2 separate regions of the Mus musculus genome follow, and region 2 is linked to region 1. The links are chromatin contacts, called in public promoter capture Hi-C maps. All regions are on one chromosome and are shown on one strand. The core of a region is the stretch at or near the end of the contact, and the rest is flanking DNA. Distances in the headings are between cores, read along the strand shown. Region 1 overlaps Crtac1 (cartilage acidic protein 1). Region 2 holds the start of Loxl4 (lysyl oxidase-like 4).

The links. Promoter capture Hi-C pulls out the DNA fragments that hold promoters and counts their contacts.
Region 2: a promoter capture Hi-C map of embryonic stem cells shows a contact between it and region 1, with 2.4 times the contacts expected there. The contact joins the promoter of Loxl4 here to the enhancer-like site in region 1. A contact is called at or near these places in 17 of 39 promoter capture datasets (the 3T3-L1 cell line, 3T3-L1-derived adipocytes, the C10 cell line and 11 more), 2 of 484 Hi-C or Micro-C datasets (embryonic stem cells and pancreatic cancer cells), 4 of 115 datasets of contacts at active chromatin or transcription factors (embryonic stem cells, pancreatic cancer cells and stem cell-derived neural progenitor cells) and 2 of 9 other capture datasets (embryonic stem cells and liver).

Annotation. Positions count from the first base shown.
Region 1 is chr19:42,321,035-42,324,140 of GRCm38.p6, forward strand. Crtac1 (cartilage acidic protein 1) reads right to left here. Exons shown (of 15, transcript NM_145123.5): 4 at 2,678-2,814. Among named protein-coding and RNA genes, the nearest start is that of Mir3085, 42 kb to the left of the region's middle. Within about 2 kb of position 1,602, at least 5 of the 459 cell types and tissues checked have an H3K27ac peak or open chromatin away from gene starts, as enhancers often do. A contact at or near this core is called in embryonic stem cells, where this site is marked.
Region 2 is chr19:42,611,357-42,614,462 of GRCm38.p6, forward strand. It overlaps Loxl4 (lysyl oxidase-like 4), which reads right to left and starts at 1,450. Exons shown (of 15, transcript NM_053083.3): 1 at 1,362-1,450.

The sequences.
Region 1 (3,106 bases), core at 352-2,851:
TGGTTACCTGGAATGAATGAGGTCCTCGGTTCAAAATCCAGTACTACCAGGAAAAGGGAGAGGGAAACAGACTCGTGGGGGCTGCTGCTGGCTAGTGACTCTAGATTCTGAAAAGCACCAGTCAGAGGTTACTAGCCTAGTCCTGGTCTAGTCTCAGGCCCCGATGACTCTTTAGCCGTGGGCACGTCCATCAAGGCCTGCAGGCTGCCTTTTGCACGTGCTAAATGGGGGGGGGGGGAGGGCAGGGTGTCTGAGAAGCCGGAATGAGACAATGTATGTGAAAGGTCTCCGAGAAGATAAAAAAAAAAACGCAATATAAACATGAGGCATAATCGTTATTGACCAGGGAACGCTTCTTGTAAGAGATCAGCTTTGAGCTCCATCCAGGAAGGTGAGTGAGTGACGGGGCAGCTGGAGATAAAGGGCAGGAGATGGCTCCAGATCTGGAGCAGGGCGTGAGGAAGGGACTTGTGGCTAGGCAGGGACAGACTCCCCTCAGCCCATCACCACCCTTGCCAGTCCCCATGAGTTGAGCTGTGTCTCTGGCATTTCTGATTCAGCTGGTCTGAGGGATGCAGCAGGCAGGGCCTGTGCTTTTTAGTGCACACACAGAGTCCAGAGGAAGATGTGGTGTGTCTCATTCTACACTGACCACCACATTTCTCCTGCGACAGGGTTTCTTCCTGAACCTGGAACTTGGCTGGTGGCTAGCAAGCCCAGGAACCCCCCTGTCTCTAACCCCCAGAGCACCAGGATTGCAAGCACTTGTAGAACCACCCCTGGCTTTTTACACAGCGTCCTGGGATTTGAACTCAGGCCCTTGTGCTTGTGCAGCAAGCACTCTTACCCGCAGAGTCATCCCCCTCACCTCTGAATCTCCATTCCTCACAGTGCTTGTGCTGACAATAGTCTGGGGGTCACACTCTGAGAACCACTGAGCAGCTAGCCCAGACACCCCCAGGTGGGGGGGGGGTAAATGAAGATGGCTTGAATGGGGGGGGGTCGTCAGGAAAGCCTGTCTATTATCATGTACCCAGAGCTGGGGTAGCAGGGGGATGGAGTGTGGGTGTGCTCTGCTTTCCGGCAGACAGAGTTCAATTCCCAGCTGTGCCTGCCATTTATTATGTGACCAAGGTCAAGTTGTTTAATTGCTCCAAGCCTTAATTTCCATATCTGTAAAAGGTGATAATGGTAGCTTGTACCCCATGGGCTTATTGTAAAGATTCAGAAAGAAGAGGCCTGTGACGTGGGCTCCGTGCATGGTTGGTTGCCCAAGGGTGGGCCGCTTTTGTCTTCTGTCCTTTGCCACTGCTTTTTGTGTTTTCTATGCCACACTGCATTCCTGTCTTCTAGCTTCTGCATTGGCCTTGGTCTCTCCCAGTTCATTCCGTACAATTCCTTGGACCCAGGAATGGGCAGGAAGCACCTCTTCCCCTGGTGGTGATTCACTGGAAGGTTTTTTTTTTTGTTTGTTTGTTTTTTGTTTTTTGTTTTTTTCTCCGGTTCTCCAAGGTCTTGGAGGATGGAGTGAGGTCAGGCTGGGAGTAGACAGCTTCCGAGCACCGCCCACTGTGCAGAGGGACGACGCCCTCTCCCTTTTGCCTTCCCCACAATGCTTTTGTCCCATGGTTAAATGCCAGTGTGAGGATGACCTTGCTAGGACATAGAGTGTATCCATGATTAACCTCCAGCTCCTCCCTCCAGTTCAGGGAGAACGTCCCACTTTGGCCAGTGTGGGAGGTTAAGTCCTGACGAGAGAGGCGGGGAAACAGAAGGAGTGTGGACAAGATCCCCAGCTGTGACCAGACCTGCCACCTATGGCCCTCCACCTCCCAGGGCTCTTCAGACCCACCTCATTGTCCCCTCCCACCAGGCAGGAGTCCAGGTGGCATGGATTCAGGTCAGGGCTAAATGTGGTTTCACAGCCCAGCTTGGCTCCTCTCCCCAGCACCAGCTTGTTAAGAAATAAATATTTATACCTGGCACCTGCCTTCTCCTAAGGCCTGGAGACCCCTGCTGCGAACATTCGCGCTGAATCCCCAATCCCTCTGTGCCATCTCTTGGAGCCCACCCCTTCAGCCCCACAACTGTGGAGCAGGGCAGCAGCTGTGCCCTCGCTGCCGTGATTATTGTTATAGAGCCAAGCAGGTGGGTGGCAGGAGAGCAGGTGACAGGGTGGACAAATCACATCCCCAGAAGTCGCTGTCTACGGTAGGGCTGCTGGGACCCAGCTCCAAGCACAAACGACAGCTCCTCTCCTTGCTTCCAATTCAGCCACGCTTCCCCATGTTTTGGGTTAAACACAGGAAGGGGGTTGATGGAACCATTGATGAACTAAGGTTCTAGAACATTCAGGTAACCCTGCCTTGACCACTTCTGCACTCCCCTGTTGCACCTTCAATATTATAAAGATATGGACAGGGTCATGTGACTCAATGCCTAGCTCACTGAAGCATTGATTGAATTCATGAAGCATTGATTAATTGAATGAATGAGCACCCCATTTAGTATTGGACTTTGCTTCATGTCTTAGGCATGTCACTGATCTTATTTTTGTTCCCCAGTTAAGCCACTTAGTATCTTGCTTCTATTGTGTGTGGGACAACGGGAGCTACCAAGGTGGGACAGCCTTGGGCCCTCTGCTTCCTCCCAGGCCCTCCTGGGCCCTTGCACTTACCGTCCTGTCTACACAGGCCACGGAGCGTCCCGCAAAGAGGCTGGCCACTCCACGGGCCACATTGACGTCATCACTCAGGATGTCTTCCCACCGGTTATTTCGGAATTTGAACAACTTGTCTGTGTATGTGGCCACACCTGGAGAGAGGAGGCAAGGATGGCTGGTGGACAGTGGACAGGACACAGGGAGGCTCTGGTTCTGTCTCCTGGCATTTGCTACAGGAGCTGGGGCGGAAAGTGTCTGTGGTTAAAGACAGGGAGGCTCTCTGCAGGCAAAGCTCCTTTCTAGTTGTGAACTTGACTCTAGCTGGCACCAGAAGAGAGGCTCAGGCTAAGGGAGACAGCAATTATAAGCCTAAGGTTTAGAATCAGTGAACAGAAGTTCCAGTCTCCATTAGACCTAGATTCCGGACTCTGGGCAGGTTGCTCA
Region 2 (3,106 bases), core at 200-2,699, 290 kb after region 1:
AGGTCTCCTCAGAAGCCACAGGCCTTCAGGCTCCTTGCCTAGAGGCAGGGGTGGGCTTCTGCTGCAAGACCTGTGCCTGTAAGCTAGGGCAGTGCCCTTCCTTTCAAGCCACCAGGATGCAGGCCCTGGAGAGCCTCCATACTTCCTGCCCACTCCAGGTTCCCAGAACTGTTACTCACACCAAGCTCGTCTCCTCATTGTCATTCCCAAGACAGAGCCTTCATCTCCCAGGGCCCATTGTTAAACTCCTACACACATGTCAACACCCAGCTCAAATGCTGCTCCCTCCAGAAAGGCCTCCCAGTATCCTACCTTCCTATTTGTTCCCACTGGACTGAGTACAGGAGGACTGGGCTGAGAACTGGGTCTTGGAGAAAGAAGGTGCCCTTTCTCTTCCCCAGGGAGAAGGGAATGGGTGAGGGGGCCACAGGATAAGAATGCCTCTAGGACCCTGTTTGAATAGGCCTCTCCATTTCACAGATGGAAAGGTCGGGGCCCCAGGAAATGAAATAGCTGGACTGGCCAGAATTCAAACAGGCCACCTGGCTACAGTCTGGGCTCTCATTGATTGATCGATGTTGGATGAGGGAGAGAGAGGGAGGGTGAATGGAACTCTACCTTGTCACTGGCTATATGACTCAGGCTGAAGTGCAAGGGCACTGGAGTGAAGTCTGAAGACACAGGCACCTGCCCTGGCCAGGAGGGAAGGCTGCGAGAGGATGATTGCCCAGGATTCCTAGAGGTTTGGGGGGGGGGGGCGGCTATCCTGAGAGGCTAGCTGTGGGTCACTCCTAGTCCTTTTTCTGTGACTCTCTGGGCCTTGGTCTAGGCCCTGTACCCTTATGGCATCGTTCCTGTGGTTAGAGCAGAGCCTACAAATAGGCTCCCACCTATATAGGGCTGGGGAAGGTGGGGTTTGAAGCCCTCTGCCTCCAAACCCTCTTTCACATCATCTCCAGCAGTCAGCTCTATGTAGAGGGGAGCCCAGCTCTGCTCCAGCTCTTAGTGCCCCGAGTCACAGGAGAGACATCTAGTTCTATTTTACTCCGTCCCCAGCATTCTTTCAGGGTGAGAAATGGTTACACACAGTGTGTTCACACACAGTGTATTCACAAACCTAACACCCAGACTCCTGCTTGCCAGAGCTCTCTCCACTCATGTAGCCTTGAACCAACTCCCCTAACATGATGGGCACTTGTCCAGTGGGGAAGCAGGTTGTGACCCACCCACTGGGCTGACTTATCCATGGGATCCCCCCATTCCTCTGAGCTTCTAGAGGCCTGCCCACCCGCGAGAAACAGAAGAAAGGACAAGACAGACAGCAAGAGGCAGACAGGAGATCGCAACAGGCAGGAGCTCACCGGCAGGATCTGGAGGTCGGGGCTGGGCTGGGCGCCACGGCAGAGCAGCGCTAACGGGCCTCCCGGGGCGCCCTGGGGGCTTTTTATCCGCCAGCCTCCCGCCCCAAGTCCGGGCCTTCCCCGGGGGAGGTCGCAGGCCCCGCCCCGGGCGCGCCTGTGTGCACGGGCAGCCCCGCCCGGCCGGCCACCAGCCAGGCGCGCAGCTCGGGACTGGGCCAAGTTGGGAAGTCCCAGGCGCTGCGGGGAGCGTGGGGGGTGACGGAGTCCCGGAGACGCATGGCGGGGGACAGCGTCGGGTGGCAAGGATCCGGTCTGCGAGTGCCTCTGCAGGCACGGTTTTCTCCTCTGTCTAATGGGCGATCGGAGCTGTGTCCCATTAACCTTATAGAACTGAGCGCCCCACAGTCTTAGGTCTGGATCCCGTGGGCTGCTTCTGCAGGGCAATGCAGGCGTTCTTTTGGGGTGAGGGCCCCGTTCAGTGGTTGGGTGATGCAGCTTAAGTAACAGTCTCTCTGTGACCTGGTCCCCAAGGTTTACTGAAGGCGGCTTGAGAGCAAAGCTCTGCTCATTATGAAGTTCAGTCCCAGGAGACAGGATTTGCTTCCCAGAGTCATAAACCTCGCAGCAGAGAACTTAAGACTTCCGGTACTTAGCCAGGATGTCCCTGGTCCTTGCCAGGTTCAGGGGATGAGGGCAGTGGAGGACAGAGGGGAATGAGAGGCTGTGGAACACAACAAATGAAGGAAGGCCTGCGGAGGGGAGTCCCCCAGCTGAAGAAGCAACCAGGCTCCAGGCCTCGGGCTTCCAGTCTTCAGCTCCTTCAGAACCTCACGTGTGAAATGAGCAGACTGTTTCCAGTATCCTCTCTAGTCTCAGAGCAGTGAGCGGCGCGTCCCCCACCTTGCCTCAGATTGACAGCTAACGGTTTCTTCATTCAGGACCCTCTGTTGATTTTTCTCCTATGTGCTAGAAAAAGGGCTAAAGTGCTAGACGCTGGCAGGGGGGTACCCAAGTCTGAAGAGGGAAGATGTGCAAATAAAGGTGACCTCAAGGCAGAGGTAATGAGGGCCAAGATGGCATGTGACAGCCAGGTCACCTTGACCATGTTGCCAGAGACCTGGGTCCACCCCTAGCTGCTCATGTCTAAGATGTCCCCCCAGTGGCCCTGCCCCACCCGACCTGGGCCCAAAACATTCCCTAGGATGAATCAACAGGAAAGAATGCTCCCAGCCTCAGGTCAGTGGCAGAGGCAGAAACCCGGCTCCTCCCCTAGGGACAATGAGGCAGCTGTGGACCAGGATACCAGGTATGCACGGGGCCTCCACCCTCTGCCCAGCCACCTCTAATGCAGAGCCAGGAGCAACATGGGAGGCTCCGCCTGCTGCCAGTCACCCACCAGGCCTGGCTGCCCAGAGCTAAAAATACCTTGGAACCCAATGAATGAATTGATGTTGGCCGGAAGTCCTTACCTTGCAAGACTGGCCAGAGGCAACGGTGGACAGCAGGTGAGGGTCTTCCTTGAAAAGTGAGGGTATTAGGCCTAAGCTTAATTCCAGTGGGATTTCCCCTTGTTCTTAAGTGCTAATTTGTGAGGGTCAAAGGGAGAACTCAGTTCATCTTCACTGCCTGAGACAGGATTTAACTAGGTCTGCAGCTTCCTCCTGCCTGACTCCCTGGCCTCACAGGACCTCAGCCCAAGGTCTGTGACCCTCTACCATACGCTTCATGGGCAAGACAGTGTCTGC